3 separate regions of the Mus musculus genome follow, and all the other regions are linked to region 3. Evidence: chromatin contacts called from public promoter capture Hi-C data. All regions are on one chromosome and are shown on one strand. The core of a region is the stretch at or near the end of the contact, and the rest is flanking DNA. Distances in the headings are between cores, read along the strand shown. Region 1 overlaps Polr3e (polymerase (RNA) III (DNA directed) polypeptide E). Region 2 overlaps Prkcb (protein kinase C, beta). Region 3 holds the start of Scnn1g (sodium channel, nonvoltage-gated 1 gamma).

The links. Promoter capture Hi-C pulls out the DNA fragments that hold promoters and counts their contacts.
Region 1: a contact with region 3 is called in a promoter capture Hi-C map of embryonic stem cells, with 3 times the contacts expected there. The contact joins the enhancer-like site here to the promoter of Scnn1g in region 3. A contact is called at or near these places in 2 of 39 promoter capture datasets (embryonic stem cells and hippocampal neurons), 2 of 484 Hi-C or Micro-C datasets (the N1E-115 cell line and cortical neurons) and 1 of 115 datasets of contacts at active chromatin or transcription factors (bone marrow-derived macrophages).
Region 2: a contact with region 3 is called in a promoter capture Hi-C map of embryonic stem cells, with 2.8 times the contacts expected there. The contact joins the enhancer-like site here to the promoter of Scnn1g in region 3. A contact is called at or near these places in 2 of 39 promoter capture datasets (embryonic stem cells and liver) and 3 of 484 Hi-C or Micro-C datasets (B cells, the N1E-115 cell line and embryonic stem cells).

Annotation. Positions count from the first base shown.
Region 1 is chr7:120,938,257-120,942,032 of GRCm38.p6, reverse strand. It overlaps Polr3e (polymerase (RNA) III (DNA directed) polypeptide E), which reads right to left. Exons shown (of 21, transcript NM_025298.4): 15 at 2,978-3,037; 16 at 2,737-2,894; 17 at 2,223-2,284; 18 at 1,208-1,731. Among named protein-coding and RNA genes, the nearest start is that of Polr3e, 22 kb to the right of the region's middle. Within about 2 kb of position 1,447, at least 34 of the 459 cell types and tissues checked have an H3K27ac peak or open chromatin away from gene starts, as enhancers often do. A contact at or near this core is called in embryonic stem cells, where this site is marked.
Region 2 is chr7:122,476,867-122,480,617 of GRCm38.p6, reverse strand. All of the region lies in intron 5 of Prkcb (protein kinase C, beta), which reads right to left. Among named protein-coding and RNA genes, the nearest start is that of Gm51497, 180 kb to the right of the region's middle. Within about 2 kb of position 2,102, at least 59 of the 459 cell types and tissues checked have an H3K27ac peak or open chromatin away from gene starts, as enhancers often do. A contact at or near this core is called in embryonic stem cells, where this site is marked.
Region 3 is chr7:121,732,150-121,736,152 of GRCm38.p6, reverse strand. Scnn1g (sodium channel, nonvoltage-gated 1 gamma) reads right to left here and starts at 1,674. Exons shown (of 13, transcript NM_011326.3): 1 at 1,610-1,674.

The DNA of each region.
Region 1 (3,776 bases), core at 198-2,697, 790 kb after region 3:
GCCCATTCACCAAAAGGATAAGCATGTTCACTGTCTATAGGTCCTTAGTGCAGAGGAGTGAAGCACGAGTTAAACCTGGGTCTTTATGTCTACTTTCCATGACCTTTTTTTCTTGGACATGCTATGAAAATGGCCCTTGGGTCAAACTGCTCCACACAGGGCTGGGGTGTTCTCTAGATGCCAGCACTTCTGAGAGGAAGGAGCATGGCTAAGCAGGAAAGAGTACCACTTTCACAGAAGGTCCCTCATCCTCTGTCCATGTGAATGGCCTAGGCAATCTCTACTACCAGACTAGTATCCTTTTCCTGCCCAGGACATAGAAAAGTTGGCCTGCAGAATACTGGCCCCACTTGCGGTAGCCATGAACCCAATCCCAGCATCTTATAAAAGCAAACCTCAGCAAGAAAATTCCACCAATAGAGGTCACAGCGCCTCTTGTTTTGTTCCTTACATACAGAAGCAAGGGCCTTGGCCTAAGCTTCATCCTTGTGCTTGTGACCTTGCTGCTGCACATGGCATACTCCCTATATAAGCCAGAATAGCCACCTCCCCACAGTCCCTACCTGATTTGCTTCCTGGGCTGGCTAGAGCCTAGGAATGAGCCACACAGCTTCCCTCAGACTGTACCCAAACACTCCTTTCCGCCAACGGCAACAGTCTCCAGCCCACTGCGGAGCCCACTCCACATGACTGAAGTAAAGGAGGTTCACCACCACCCCAAGCCTACTGCAGAGGCTAGAGCTTATATGGTCAAATAGCCTGGAAGCCATGGCTTCCCTACGAGGGGAAGTGCTCATCTCATCTCTGCGAAAGCAGATTAGATAGAGCCTCTAGACTGAGGTTCAAATTCTAGCTGTACCACTCATATCCTAGAGACTAACTAAATACCAACCGGGGAAAGGACTTATGTTTACTGAGGCGTTGATAGTGCCTAGGGCCCTATCAAACTTACTTTCCTGTGGTAGAAAACCAACACACCCACTTCAGATGAGGACAGGGAGCCCTGAGACTCACATAGCCATCTAGTGAACACAACATGTACCCTATCCACACGCAGGCTCACAGCCACTGTCCCTAAGACAGACAGATGGAGCCAAGACACACAGATTTCTCCGCATGCCTGATTCCTAAGAAGGCGAAGACCGCCCAGCTGTCCTCCTGAAGGGCTCTGATTGACCCTGTCCTGACAGACACAGGTTTTACTTACAGGCACCAGTATCTGCTTGCAGCCAGCGGCCAGCACCGTATCCTGTAGCATTCGGTCTGAGACGCCACTGAAGAGTATATGGCCCGGGGGCAGGCCTGCCAGGTGCAGGTTGAAGAGGCGCTTGAGTTCGCTCAGCGTGAGCACAAACTGTCTCTGAAAGGTGGCTTCCACAAAAGCCTTCAGTTCACAGGCAACCGGGTTGCTGGCACAGCCTGGAACTGGGTGTCCATTTAGGCTGTCCCCACCCACTGCCCGCCCAGCAGGCAGCCCATTGGCCAACTTGGTGCTGAGGCAAGTGCTGGGTGCAGTGTCCATGGGCTCCTCTTCCTCAGCCTCCAGCTCAGCCCCATCGGCTTCCTCCTCACTCAGGGGTTCCTCCTTGATCTGCACGCTGGGCAGGACTGTGGCTGCCCGCATCTGCTCCTTCCGTCGCTGCAGTTCACGCTCCAAGAAGGCATGGTTCTGCTGGGCCTTGGTTTTGGCTGTTTGGACCCGCTGTTCCCCAGAGACCAGACCAACAGGCGCTGTGTAGATAGACACTATGGTTCAGAAGGGTACAGGTCCCAGGCAGACAAAGCATGGAGACAGAGAGTAGGGGACACCAGAAGGCAGCTCCTGAAGCAAGGAACCATGTGCTGTCTTCCGCTCTTCCTTGCTCAGGAGGAACTCTGCTATCTAACACTGAGGGGAGAAATCAAGTGGGCACAGAATTACAGAGCCCTGCTGGGATTCCAGCAGCTCCTATAACACCACCTGCTGATCCAACAGGTCTCAGACTCCACTCTGCCCTCAAGGACACAGTGCCCTCCTGGGGTGGGAGTGGGGACCACTGAGGCTGTCCTGTTGGACAAGCAATAGGCTAACTTGGTGGTGGGGTGGAGAGAGAAGGAAGGTCAGCACAGAAAGGATGAACTTTGAAAATAACATGGCCCTCTTCTGGGCCTGATCCCAAAAAGGGCCCCTTCTGGGCCAGGGACCAAGCTGGAAGCCTACCCAGCCTTGAAGCCACACACACCTGATTGTCCATCCGGCTTCTTTGGCATGGTTTCTTTTACGAGATTATAGACTTTTTCTAATCTGAAAAAAAGAACAAACCCTTTAAACTCTAACGTATACGTTGTATCGCCTCATCACAGAACAAGCCCCCAAGCCCAGGGCATTGGGTCACCAAAACACTCTGCACACAGGGTTCAGCCAGGCCTTCTCCCATACAAGCCCTCTGTGCACGCCAGCCCCTAGCCAGAGCCCAGGGCCAGTGTCAAGAGAATGACAATCCTGTTTTTCTCACTAGACTAAGTGCCCTTCTTTCTCCTCTCTAGCCCTCAGAACAAAGCAGACGACAAGCCAAGGGTATGGCTGCATCAGCCTGCGGTAAGAAGATGTGGGGATATTTAGTGATCATCTTTGTGGTACACACAGCCCCACCCCAAGTGTCCCTCACTGCCCAGACGCAGCCCAAGTGTGCTGTTCCTGGGAGGCAGGGCCAGGGCCACCTACTACACCCCTCATGCTGCCCCACAAGCCCTTACTTGGCCTGGATGCCCGACCACAGCATGTGCTGCCGCTGGACCACATCTGGATGCTTCTTGATAAACTCCAGGTCGTAAGGCAGTAAGAACTCCCAGCCTTTGTTGATTCTCACTACAGCCATGTGCTCCAGAAAGTCCTTCACATCCTCAGCGCAGAGCTGCGGGAGGAGGAGTGTGAGGCACCGCCAGCCCCAAGCTCCCTCCTATAGCGAGCCCTGAGGTCATGAAGAACACCACTTACTTTGGTCACTGCTGCCACCTCCTTTCTTACCACCCATCGGCTCTGTGTGAACTTCCACATCTGAGGAAGAAAGGCATCATATTCTAGGAGGCAGCAACAGGCCTGAGAGAGGCCTAGGCAAAGGCACAGGCGAAGCTCAGAGCCTGGGCAGCTTCTGCCCCACTCTTCTTAGTATGTGCCTTGGGTAGCCTCTACACCTGAGACACCTTCAGCCTTTACAGATGTTACAGATGTGTTCTCTCCTCCAAGAAGGCTGGGCTGCCTCATTCAATCCAAAACAAAGTATTCAGTGGACGAGGCCTTGGCCATCTGGTTCATTCTTGCATCCCCAGGGCCTCCTGAGAGCATCGTGAGAATTCAGCACCAAGATGCTGCCCTATGCATGGAGACATTCCACTGTGGCAGCAACTGGTAGTTGGCATGGCTTCCCAGAGGCTCCAGCTCCCACAGCTCTCGCTGCCTCATCAGCTGTCATGTCCCTGACCTACCTCACAGGAATACTCTCGAGAGGGGAAGTATTCTCAGTATTCACTGAGAGCCAAGAGGAAAGGATGGCTACTTGTTGTCTATAGTAACACTTCGTATACACTTGCGGGCTCCAACCCAACGGTATGCGAACACTAGAAAAGCAGCCAAAGCCAAAGGGCACTTGGCATGAGTGAATGAGGCCGGCTGGGAGCTGCACTCCTATGCCCCAAGTCAGACTCCGGAGGCCCCTCAACACAGACGTCCCCAAAAGCTAAGAATACCTAGTCAGAAGAGCAAACACAGCTGTCCTCAAACAATCTAAGGACTGCTT
Region 2 (3,751 bases), core at 853-3,352, 740 kb before region 3:
GCTGGGAACTGAACCCAGGTCCTCTGCAAGAGCTGCGAATGTTCTTAACCACTGAACCATAACTCCAGTCCATTCTTGTTTCAACTCTTATGCTCAGCAAGTAGTTGCTGAACACTGACCAGAGACATAAGGCAGCCAGCACCTCCATCTCTTTCCACAATAAACACTCTAAAGACATAATCTGCTGATAGGATTGGGCTGGGGCTGGGGCTGGGGCTGGGGCTGGGGCTGGGGCTGGGGCTGGGGCTGGGGCTGGGGCTGGGGCTGGGGCTAGCCAATGCACCCCGTGCCTAAGACTCACCAATGACAAAGCTACAGAAATAACCCTTTGCATTGACTTTCAGGCTCATGTCCCAGGCAGGAGGCCCTCTCTGGAAACCTGCAGAGCAATATCCTTGTTGAAGAAACCTAGATCCTAATATTTGCCTGTCTATCATGTCTAGAAAAAAGTGTAACAGAAAGTCGCCTAACCTGTCTCTTGAGAAGAGATTATACTAAGCCCAGGTTAGACTAACATCATGAGTTGAGGAGATCTGGTAAACCATACATAGCCAAGGAGAACCCCACGGGAAAAGCTGGCAGCTCCAAGGCAGAAGAGAAATGGAAGCTGTGTGTTTGCTGAAGGCTGGAGGGAAAGCATACCTACCCCTCAAGTTGAAGTCATTTCCATTCCTAAAGTCTCAGTGTGGGCACAATGGCTAATGGCCTAGGCTTTAGCTTCAACAGAACAGGAATCAGACTTCAGTTACGCTCATGCACCAAGCCAAGTCACCGTGGGTAATTTCATGGGTTGGTTTGAATGAAAATGACTCCCATAAACTCACAGTTAGTGGCACTAATGGGAGGTGTGGTCTTTTGGGAGTAGGTGTGACCTTGCTGGAGTAGGCGTGGTCTTGTTAGAGGAAGTGTGTCACAGGGGGTGGGCTTTGAGGTTTCAAACACTCATGCCTGGCCTAGTATCACTCTCTCCTCTAGCTGCCTGCAATCCAGATCTAGAACTCTCAGCTCCCTCTCCAGGTCCATGTCTGTCTGTGTGCCTCAGTCAGTAAAGTCCTCTGAGTATCAGTTTCCCCAACTATAAACAAAGAGAAAAACATATCAGTACTAAAAAGAACTAAGCACTGTGCCTAGTACAGACTGTGCTATATATACATGCTGGTCCCCATATGCATTGAGTCTTGAAAGGACATACATGCTCTCCCCTCACCCCCCTTCAGGTGGGAGTATGCTCTTTGTAAGGCACCTACGACCTCTAGCAACCTAGATCGCTGGTGTGTTCATTAGGGACAGCACAGGGATCAGGGTTCGCTGATCTCAGTAATAAGTCTCTGTAAGTGAGCAGTCTCAGACTGTAAGCATTAGGGATGAGGAAGAGGAAGCTACAGTTGCTAGTCTTTGCACACACTGACCAATCATCTGTAAACACTCAGACCCAGAAGAGAGCTTTGTTGCCCTTTTGAGCCTGGTCCATGTGGGTAAATGGCTTTGCCAATTTTCCATGGGTCCAGTGCCTTGGGGTCCTTGCTGAGGGTTGCCCATGTCAACAACACACTCACTCGGGACTTTGTCCACTCTAGGCTTCCTCTGCTACCTACAGGTTGACAGCTGTCAAGTGTCTGCCTCTACAAAACAAAGAAATAAGCTGAGGCTGGGGGTAGCTCCAGTGGTAAGGGCTTGCCTTGACTCACACAAGGCGCTGAGTTCCAGCCTCAGCACCAGGCAGGGTGGAAAAACGAAGAAAGAAAAATTCAAAGAAAGAAGGGAAAAGATGGCACGGGGTGTCCTTGGAGACAGCTGGATCTTTGATGACTTGTCTTTTTCTACTAACCACAATTTCCTACAGACCAGTTCACTTTTCAATTTGAAAGGCCTCTTAGATTGGGGTTTCTTAAGCTATAGGCAAAGACAGTGGGCTAGACTGGAAGAAGAAACAAAATCAAAGGCTCATTGATCTTCAACCCGGGGAGCAGGCTCTTAGCTCTCATCCCAAATCCCTGCAGAGACTGATTCTCTGAGCTGAGGCAGGCACCCAGCGAGGGTCAGAGAAGGCAGCTGCGTGAGAGCCCAAATCCAGCCATCCCTGGCTGCCTCACGCAGCTCAGAGTGGGAGGAGGAGGCACAGACAATAGCAGTCCGCTACCCAGCCTTCTCACCGCCTTCCCAGCCCTTCTCAAAGCCCAGCAGGCAGCTGATGATAACTCAGGGCATCTGACAGAGCATCGAAAGCTTGCTGTCTCTCCAGTTTCCAATCACCAGGTGTCTGAAAGGGTTACACGAGCAGGCAGCTTCTGCCCTCATTAGGAGCTCTTGGGTGGCCAGAAAAGATGATTGTAAAAGGGGTGTCAGGTTCATGAGCCAGGTGATAAGAAGGGATGGAGAGGCCCCCAGAGTTCAGACCTCCCGACCCTTGCGGAGGAGACTTCTCATTTACAATCCATTTGCATTGCATATTTAACAGGACTCCAGCTTACTCTTGGAGCAATCATTGTCATGCACAGAAGAAATTCTGCCTTCGTGTTCTGCTCGCTTGAATGATCCTGCGGGAGGAGAGCCACAGAGCAGGTCTGCGCAACAGCATCTGCCCTCCAGGAAAACAAGACCTCAATCAGCCCACAGTGATGCAGAAGGCAGCAGACCACACTATTCCGGGGTAGACAACCAACTAAATAAAGCCGTGGTTACATCATGCAGAAGGCCAAACAGAGGGAAAATTCCAAAGGCTTTTCTTTTTTCCAAGAGACTGTGTAAGAACCATCAGACTAATTGTATGCAAGTCTTGTACTATGATTGTCAAACTGCAGCCGAATCACGTAAATGAGCTGTCAGTGGCTTGGTCTGAGCTCTCCGGAAAAAAAGAAGCCTTCTTCCCCAGTTCGCAGAGCAGTCCTCATTTCGGCTTGATTGATATGCACGCACCCAAGCTTGGCAAAGAGTTTTTAATTTTATGGTCCAAAAGCCACAGGGTCTCCACTATCCCTAAAGAATTAAAACACTGTCCAACAGTATAATTAAGTGTTAAGGTCTCTGTATTAAGACAGACAGGAGGTCGAATCCCAGATAACAAGTGCTAGCTCTGTAACCTTGACCAAGTCGTTTAACCTCTGACACCACGCCTGCTCACCAGTGTGTGTGTGTGTGTGTGTGTGTGTGTGTGTGTGTGTGTGTGTGGTGTGTGATTATAGGTAGGGTCTCTTACTCCGAACTCTCACCTAGGGTTCATCAGCCTGGTTAGACTGGCTGGCCTGCAACCCCAGCAATTCTCCTGTCTCTGCCTTCCCAGCAAGGAGATTGCAGGCCTGCAGCACCACGGAGCGGCAGAGCTCAGTTCTCATACCGACGCACAAACATTTTACTTGCCAAGCCTTCTTGCTTCCCCTTACTAAACCTTCTAACTTTCCTGTCCTCATCTATACAATGGGGAAGTGTATTGGCCCCTTGGAGGTTAAACGATACTGCACATGCTCCATGCCTGCTGCTTCTGCCTAGTGGAAAGTCAAGAGACGACGCTGGCTGTCATTGAGGAGAAAAAAAAATCGAATGATAATTACACACCTTCAAGGAGTTGTAGGACCTACCAGAGACTCTTATTGTACTCGGAGAAAAAGAGCAATCTTTATAGCAGATGACGAAGCATTCTGCTGGGCTTTGCTCTCTTGGCTGTACCAGTTAATATAACACAGCGTCCTGCTGTGCCTCGGGCATGCAGGCACACACAGTGGTCCAGGAGCCAAGAGCATCCATGCTGTGGCTT
Region 3 (4,003 bases), core at 425-2,924:
AAAAAAAAATGCCGTGGAGCATGGTAACACACACCTTGGATCCCAGTACTCAAATGGCAGAGGTAAGAGGATCTCTGTGAGTTTAAGTCACCTTGGTCTATCTATCAAATTATCAAGTTTTAGGCCATCCAAGGCTATGTAATAAGACTCTGTCACAAAGAAAAAGAAAAAGAAAAAAGAAAAAGAGGAAGGAAGGAAGGAAGGAAGGAAGGAAGAGAAAGAAAGAAAGAAAGAAAGAAAGAAAGAAAGAAAGAAAGAGAGAAAGAAAGAAAGAAAAGAAAAGAAATGGGTCCCTCTGTCAGATGTTTGCCAAAAGGTGAATTCTGGATTCTTGGGGTTCCCACTCATCTCGTCCGCAGAGGACCAGCCAGTCATGCGAGAGGAGACTCCAGAATGTTCACATAAATATTTCAACTCTAAGGCAAAACAAGATTGTAGCTCTACTAGATTATGGGCCTTGATTCAACCCGGTGCTGTTAGAGGACTTTGAAGCTGATACGCTCAGAACTCATCTCAAAGGTTAGCTCACAGAATGCGCTCTACAGTCTTCCCAGGTAGATATCATCATTTCCCTATTACACAAATGAAACAGAGACACACAGATAGACTAAGTAGCTTGCCCAAGGTCATAATAGAAAGTGTCCGGGCTAGGATTTGAACCCAAGAACACATACTAGTTGTGTTATTGCTTAAATAATGATAGTGGTTTCAGGCGACAGCTGCTGCAGAATGATGGCAGACGTCAGTTACAGCTACACCGTGCCCAGGGTTCCTATTCCAACATTTGCACCTAATTTAATTCTCACTACAGACTAAATGAGGTGTTATTACTATCCCCATCCCACAGAGATGCAAATGGAGGTGTAAAGAAGTTAGGTAATCTGCCCAAGGCCACACAGTATGAAAGAACGAACGAATTCTTCGAAATTCCAGGTCCCCGTTTTTCTTCCTGACACTTCTCTATTCCCTCACCTGCCCCCGAACCTTGCCTCTGTCCCTGTCAGGAAACTGAAGCTTGGCGAGGAGTGACAGTTTGCAAGGCTCTGTTCATCCTAGAACTTGGGCACAAAAGCCTGGGTTCGGGCAATGTTTTGATTCCCGCCATGCCACGGTGCTATTCGGAAATAGGTTGAACCTCCGAAGCCAGGACTCAAGGCCCTGGGACCGAGCTACCCCCACTGACTCGCTGCAGTCTGGGAAGCGACCTGGCGCGTAGTTTTGCGGCAAAAGCCGTCTGCTTCGTGCCAGCTATCGCAACGCTGCAGTCAAGGGCTCCACTTTCAATCAGCCCGCTTCAAGTGCTTGATTCTTTCTGCAGCAGGCACCTCTAAAGAAAAACTTTCCCGCGACTGAAAGAACAGTCGCTGTCAAACGCATGCTCTTCAAGTGGGGTGAGCTAGGCAGAGAAGATCCGAGATGCGCTCCTCCCACGCACACCGGCTCAGAAACGCCTGTCGCTCAGCTCTTGTATCACAAGCCAAGCTCTGGATGTCTCAGCATCCCGCCACCCGTGGACAGAATAATCTTTTTCTTGGAAGCCACCACGCCCTGTGGCTGCTCACGTACCTGGAACCCCGGAATCGAACTGACCCGACGCGGCTGGGCTTACCTTTCTGAACTGAAGGGTCACGGCTGGCCTGTGTACAGTCTGGAGACGCTCCTCTTCTTCTGGCCTCATAAAGCCAAGCATCTCCAAGTGGCACGGCCAGGAGCGCCAGTGGGTCAGGCTCAGACCCCGCCCCTAGAGTTTCCTCCCCACTCAAACTCCGCCCACACCTGCCCAGGTGTTTTCCCCGGGCCACCCCCGACTTGTCTTAGCCCGGAGAAGGCCGCGACCCCGCAGTGCCATCTGCTGTCCAGAGTCAGCTCCGCGCCTCAACCCGGGCTGCGCTGCTTCTCGTGGTGGCACCGTGCAAGCTTGCTGCCTCCCAGAGGCCACTCTGCAACCTGCATTCCCGCTGGGTCACAGCCCCAGAGTACTTTGTAGAGTCACCTCATTTGCCTCATTCTGACCCAGGTCGCAGGAGGTCTCTTATCTCAGTTCCAGAAGACATTCCACACAGCCTCTTATCCCTCACCCTTCCGACCTGGTCAGGATACGCAGTTGCTTCGGCATCATCTAGAGTTCTGCTGTGGGCAACAGGAGCTATTTAAACAGATCATTTATTCTTTGGGCCTGTCATTGTCTTTCCATAGGGACTCACACAAATTGACTATTAAAAATAAGTTTAGACCGCTGAAACTGTGAGGGATCCAAGATAGGTATTCAAGTTGTAATCCCCTTGAGCTGGGAAGAAACATGGCCCCACAAAAGACAGCGTGTCACTAAGTATTCAAACATTTTAGACATAAACGTGTTCATATCCACCTACAGACCTTGTTAAAACGCAGGTTCTTGAGTTGAGGATGTAGCTCAGTTGGTAGAGTGCTTGTTTAACATAACCAAAGTCCTGGGGTTGATCCCCACTATCATATAAACTGGATGTGGTGGCTCACGCTTACTGTGCTAGATCTGGGGTTGAGGGTGAGACAAGAGGCTCAGAAGCACGAGACCTTCCTCAGCTACATAGCGAATTTGAGTCCAGCCTGTGCTCTATTTCATCAGGGGGGCATGGGTCTCAGACGTCTGGACCTCTGGCTTCCCATGAGATGCCTCTTTTGCCTGACCAAAGATCACAACTTTTGGTGGGTAGAAACATGTCAAGCATTATTGACCATCAACGTAAAGAAAAAAATCCCCTAAAATCCCTAAGCAGTATTTCTTGCAATCAATGCTCACGGTGAAGAATTAACAAAGCAATCCACCTCCCTCCCTAAATAAGTTAGTAGAATCATTGTGCTGGCTAGTTTGTTGCTAACATGAGTTAACATGTTAACTCGGTGGAAGAGTTTCAGAAAATGCCTCCACAAGATTTTCCTGTAGGCAAGCCTGTGGTGTATTTTCTTGGTTGATGACTGATGGGGGAGGGTCCAGCTCACTGTGGGTGGTGCCATCCCTGGATTGGAAGGAAGTCTGGGTGCCACAAGAAAGCAAGGGAGCAAGACGTGAGGAGTAAGCCAATAAAAAGCACTCCTCCATGGCCTCTGCTGCAGTTCTTGGCTCCATGTTCCTTCCCTGCTTGAGTTCCTGCCCTGATATCCCTTAGTGATGAGCTGTTATCTGGTGGTGTAAGCTTAAATAAACCCTTTCCTCTCCAAGTTGCTTTTGGTTGTGGTAGTTTATCATACTAGAAAACCTACCTGACAATTATTATTTGGAATATATACATATATACATGCACATGTATCCGTTACATATTAAATGTGATGAGGGTTTTATTTTTAAATTTAGATTTATTTTTTAAAGTGTGTGTGTGTGTGTCAGAGAGAGAGAGAGAGAGAGAGAGAGAGGGAGAGAGAGAGAGAGAGAGAGAGAGAGAGAGAATATTCACATGAGTTCAGGTTCCTGCAGAAGTCAGAAAAGGCATAGAATCCTTTGTAGTTATAAGTGGTAGGAAACTACCTGATATGGGTGCTGGGAATCAAACTTGGGTGGTCTACATGAGCAGTGCATGGCCTTAAATACTGAGCCAACTCTCCAGTCTGAAAGTTTTAAATATACACTGTTTCTAGATATATTGAGGTTTTTTTTATATAAAATGACATTACATGGTCTGTTCTTATATTACAGAAGAGCCCTGTCTTCCATCTTCTGAGGTATGGGGGCAGCTTTTTAAGCCCCTAGGCACATGTACTTAAGCCCATCAAATTATTTACTTGCTCAGTTCATTGCTATGTAAATGGTCTCTAAGTATTTACTAATATAAATTATTCCTTATATAAAATCTTGTGTATATCTCTAATTAGGTCCTCAGAATAAATTTCTGTTAATGGAATTTCCCCATGTTAATGTACTCGGTCAGTGTAGTTCACATACCAAAAGGGATAGTAGAGGTATAAAATAGTATATACACCATAATAATAGTAGATTCTGTATAACTGTCATATAAGTATGTGTTAAAAC